2 separate regions of the Hordeum vulgare genome follow, and region 1 is linked to region 2. A link is a contact called in public Hi-C data. All regions are on one chromosome and are shown on one strand. Each heading gives the region's core, a stretch centred on a gene start, on an enhancer-like site or on the middle of the called end of the contact. The rest is flanking DNA. Distances are from core to core; before and after follow the strand shown.

Region 1 (2,700 bases), core at 3-2,502, 590 kb after region 2:
CTCTCCTTATTTCCTTCTATTCTTCCTCTTTGTAAGGCATGAGTTTCCTAAGAACGCATATTGGAGAGAGTTGGTACATGTTCATGGACATGAGGAGCCTATCGCATTCGTCCTTGGTGTTCGCCGCCATATTCCCAGGACAGGAGTGCCGACCGATCTTTCATCCACATAAGGCCTTCGTGAGCCCGCTCTTCTAGTTCCTCATTGAGCTTAGGACCCACTAGCACGATGGCAAGAAAGGGCATCACCACACCACCACCACCAATGGCGATCTTGTCAGTCCGGCTGGGCCGTCCAGGTTCGTGCTCACTCACGAGGTGGCTATGGCGACAGTTTCCCCGGTTGGTGATGTGACAACGGAGGACCCAATTGCTACTGATGTGACGAACACAAACACATAGGAGCAGGTGGGTATACTCTATAGTTTTGCGGCGAACCATTACCGACTATTTGTTGTACTACTTGTGTTCCACATTTAATTCCACTCGTTTTGATACCAAAAAAAAAGGTGTGGAAAATTTAGAGTAGGTAAAGTATATAACTAGAGACAACGCAATCATATCAGTGTTAGACAATGTCAGTACTTCATGTAGCCGATGAGAATCCATTATGGGATTGTGTTGGTTTTGCACACGTGTGTCTTATTGTTCCAGTTAGAAGTTTGCACATATCAAATCTGATGAAATAATATCAAGTAGTACAAACAGTGAAGTGAAAGCAGTGTGTGCCTACCTGGCACCATAGAGATTCCTCTCAGACGTCACGCCATGTGCGTGCCCGCAACCAGTAGTAAGTTACTACTAGGTTGTAGTACGGGTTAGTTCACGTTGATATTATAGGTTAGTGTTGTTTTTTTTTTCTTTTGCGAGGGCATATGTTAGTGCAGTTGGAAGCACAAATTCCGTATGAAGAAAGTTCGTGAAAGCCTTTTAGCATGGAATCAAATTTTAAAGATCTTGACGCAAAAAATACAAGAATTAAAAGCGATTTGTAATTTGGACTCACGGATTTTAATTTTAGAAGACAAATCTAGAAAAGAGCACACACTGTCAATTTTGACAGAACTCTATGCTGACAAGTGATGCCTATGTTTTTTTTAGCAAAACAAGTGATGCCCATGTGCTCCATCACTTGTAATCACCAGAGAATTCTGAGGTAGTAGTGAGCAAAACTCGGATTGCTATTGGGCCGTCAAATGCCCATGAAAAGCCGTTGGTTTGTGTCGGAATCGTCCATGTTAACATCGCTATTATCGCACACGCACACCCAGCTGATCCATCCCCAATTCGACCGTCAGAGGAAAAAAAAAGATCCATCCCCAATTCGAGCTCCACCGAACCCTCCTCAATCCCACCCTCCACCCAACAATGGATCCGGCCGCCGCCGCCGCACGGCGGCAGGCGGACAAGTGGATGAGTGTGGCCGAGAAGCTCCTCATGGCGAGGGACCTCGAGGGCTGCAAGGAGTTCTCCTCCCAGGCCATCGCCGCCGACCCCCGTACCCCGGGCGCTGAGGATCTCTACGCCGCCGCCGACGTCCTCCTCGCGTCCCAGCGCCGCCGACTGCCCAGCGGCCAGCCCGATCCCTACGCTGTTCTCGGCCTCGACCCTGCCAACCCCGCGTCGCGCCACCCGGACGTCGTCCACCCCAAGTTCCGCCGGCTCTCCCTCCTCCTCAACCGGTCCCACCCCGACCGCCCCTGCTCGGTGTACATCGCCGAGGCCGCCCGCCTCGTCGCCGATGCGTGGGCCTTCCTCTCCAACGCCGCACTTAAGTCCGCCCTCGACGCCGAACTGGATGCCGCCGCTGCACCTCGCGCACCGATGCAACAGCCGGCGGTGGAGAGGAGGCCGCAGCCGTCGCCGCCTCCACAGCAGAGCCCGGTATGGGCAGTTCCCCTGCCACGGCCACCTCCACAGCGGATCCCGGTACGGCCAGCTCCCCAGCCAACGCCGCCTCCACAGCCGACTCGGCTGCAAGCAGCTACCCAGCCTTCTCGGCCCCCACAGCCGAGTTCGATGCGAGCAGCTACCCAGACACCGCCGCCTCCACAGCCGAGTTCGCTGCGAGCAGCTACCCAGACACCGCCGCCTACACAGCCTAGTTCGCTGCGGGCAGCTACCCAGACACCGCCGCTTCCACAGCCGAGCCCGCCGCAACCAGCTACCCAGGCACAGCCACCTCCACATTTGAGTCCGTTGCGAGCAGCTACCAAGCTACCGCCGTCTCCACAGCCGAGTCCGCTGCAACCAGCTACCCAACCACCGCCGCCTCCACAACCGAGCCTGCTGCAAGCAGCTTCCCAGCCACCCGCCGGAGCAACAGCTCCGCCGGTGGAGGCTGCCACATTGCCTGCGTCGACATTCTGGACATTGTGCAAGGGGTGCTCCCATATTCACCAGTATGATCGTCTCTACGAGGCGCGCAAACTAAAGTGCTCCAGCTGCCACCAGCCATTTGTAGCCGAGGCAATGGCTGAGCCGCCACCCATTGTGCCGGGCACTGACATGTATTACTGTACCTGGGGTTTCTTCCCGATTGGGTTCCCCGGGTGCCCTGGCTTTGCGGATCTGGTCAATTCCCAGCCACAGGGATCAGGTCAGCTGAGTGTACCATGGCTTGGAGCCAACGGTGGCATGGAAGCCAATGGTAAGGTTGCTGCTGAGAATGGTACTCCCATTACCATTGGTGCTGCAGGGA
Region 2 (2,700 bases), core at 18-2,517:
TTCTACCGACATGTGAATGTTTTAGAAGGAATGACATTCGTGGCGTTCTCGATAAAAAGTAAAAAAAACAATGCTCTGAAAAAGGTCTTTTTGAAGCATTTCGGAGGTTTGATTTTTTCCTTCTTCGGTTATAGAGCAATATGAACATGTGAGTAGAACAACAGTTGTTTGTTGTAAAAAACTTAGAACTGTTTATTTCATTTTAGATTTTATTGTTCAACCAGGTGATCAAGAATAGTGTCCACCATTGCATTGGTTACAATTTCTTAGAGGGTGGTTGAAGGGGGGGGGGGGGGGAGAAATATGTGACATGTTGCCTCCTCGGTGATGTTGTTTATGATCTCATTTGTGATGTTGCCTGCTTAACTGTAGTTTCTATTTCTTCACCACATTTGGGGTTTGCAAGGTCATTTTGGCTCCTTGCCTCCTCCCCCTTTTTGCTATAGCACACAGATTTTGAGCCATAGGAGTGAGTTGCGTCTTTACTCTTATGATTCCACCTTGCTTTGTTACTCGTCCCAGGTACTCCCTCCGTCCGGAATTACTTGTCGCACAAATGGATAAAAATGACGTATCTAAAACTAAAATACATCTAGATACATCCATTTCAATGACAAGTATTTTCGGATGGAGGGAGTACTGTTTTAGTTCTCATGGTAGGCTTTGGGTCTTAGTCTTGCGAACCTCTATTGGTTCCTATTAATGGAAATCGGGGGAAAATCTTTTTTGCTCAAAAAAATAGCATAGAGAAGGTCGGTGACCAAAATTTGTCGTAACAAATCAAAGGAAAACATTGTTTGCACGTCTACTCTTGCATCACAAAAGATTAGGCGCACTGGCACTGCCAAAAGGAGGTGCACCAAATTGTATTTGTACAAGTAAGAAGTCTAAATTTACCCTGTGAAAAAAACACGTACTCCGGCCCTCCGTTCCTAAATATAAGTCTTTGTAGAGATTTCATTAGTGTATTACATACGGATGTATATAAACATACTTTAGAGTGTACATTCAATCATTTTGCTCCGTATATAGACATGTAGTGAAATCGTTTAAAAGATTTATATTTAGGAACGGAGGGAGTACTAAATTCCAAAAGCAATCCCTATTTCATCACATTCCACCATTTTTTCGTGGTAATAACAATCCAAAGATAGATAATGGGACCAATTGTAGAATTCGTGTTAAACTGTTAATACGACCTGCATGCATTTTTTTCGTCGTGACAAGACATGGGTACCAACTATATATATATAGTACTCAGTAGACAGATGTCATTACAACATAAGTGCACATAAGAATTGCACAAGCAGCACGGATCGAACTACGTGGAAATGCATGTCAGGTCACGTTCAGAATGAGAGGGGACGCCCGGACAGATCCAAGCAGCAGCAGGTAAACGATGAGTTCGACCAGACTCCACGATGCTACGGTACACAGCGCAACAACGACCGGCCAACCTCTTCAAGCTCCCGTTCCCTCGACCCTTTGGCTGGCTGGCTGGCTATATATCCGCACGACAAGGGAAGCCCCTTTGCTTAAGAAAAAAGCCTCACTCCACCAACTCGATCGGCATTCGGCAAGTACCGTGCGATCGATGCCGTCTTTCGTCGACGGCCCCAGTCTCCGCTCGCTGCTCCGGCCGTCCACAAACGGGCGCCGGACGAAGGTCCCGGACAGCGCCGGCGGTGGCGGCGGCGGCGGCGGCAAGGGAGGCGGCCATGGAGGGATCTTCAAGATGTTCAAGCTCATGCCGATGCTCTCGTCGGGGTGCAAGATGGTGGCGCTGCTGGGCCGGCACAACAGCCGGGCCCTCCTCGCGGACCACGCCACGACGGTGACGCTGTTCGGCCACCGGCGCGGCCGCGTGAGCCTGGCCATCCACGAGGACACCCGCGCGCCGCCGGTGTTCCTCATCGAGCTGCCCATGCTCACCAGCGCGCTGCACAAGGAGATCGGATCCGGGGTGGTCAAGCTGGCGCTGGAGAGCGACACCCGCAGCGCGCGCCGCCGGCTCGTCGAGGAGTACGTCTGGGCCGTCTTCTGCAACGGCCGCAAGGCCGGGTACTCCATCCGCCGCAAGGACGCCTCCGACGACGAGCTGCACGTGATGCGCCTGCTCCGCGGCGTGTCCATGGGCGCCGGCGTGCTGCCGGCCGCGCCCGAGAAGGACGGCGGCGTGCCCGCGGGGCCCGACGGCGAGCTCACGTACGTGCGCGCCCGCGTCGAGCGCGTCGTCGGGTCCAAGGACTCCGAGGCGTTCTACATGATCAACCCCCACGAGGGCGGCGTTGCGGGCGGCGACGGTGGCGGAGGCGACGACGGCAGCGCACCGGAGCTCAGCATTTTCCTAGTGAGGATGAAGTGAACAAAGGAAAGACCAGTGCTTCGTCTTCCATGTATACTCGTGCGAGTAGATCACATCGGTTTTTGGCGAAATTGGATTATATATAGAGAGACTATGTGTAATATAGCAAGTTCAAATGAGTACAAGTCCATGCTAGACAGCAGTTACTTTTGCACTTGGTATGGTGGATTGGTGATTGAATCCTCGCTGCGAGTTATTGACAGATCAGTTGCCTAATAAGCATGACTGATCACATCAATAATGTCAATTTTTATCACGAGCTAGCTAGTTATCTTAGCTTGAAGTTCGTATGCAGCAACAGCAATTATAAGTACGTAGTAGCTATCGATCAGCAT

Evidence for each region. Hi-C and Micro-C count contacts between places; a contact is called where the count stands out from the background.
Region 1: a contact with region 2 is called in a Hi-C map of leaf, with 3 times the contacts expected there. The contact joins the promoter of LOC123398866 here to the promoter of LOC123397581 in region 2. A contact is called at or near these places in 1 of 6 Hi-C or Micro-C datasets (leaf) and 1 of 1 datasets of contacts at active chromatin or transcription factors (embryo).

Annotation. Positions count from the first base shown.
Region 1 is chr5H:465,196,838-465,199,537 of MorexV3_pseudomolecules_assembly, forward strand. It overlaps LOC123398866 (protein transport protein sec31-like), which reads left to right and starts at 1,253. Exons shown (of 1, transcript XM_045093312.1): 1 at 1,253-2,700. The coding sequence starts at 1,368.
Region 2 is chr5H:464,609,203-464,611,902 of MorexV3_pseudomolecules_assembly, forward strand. LOC123397581 (protein MIZU-KUSSEI 1-like) reads left to right here and starts at 1,268. Exons shown (of 1, transcript XM_045092118.1): 1 at 1,268-2,519. The coding sequence starts at 1,400. The coding sequence ends at 2,365.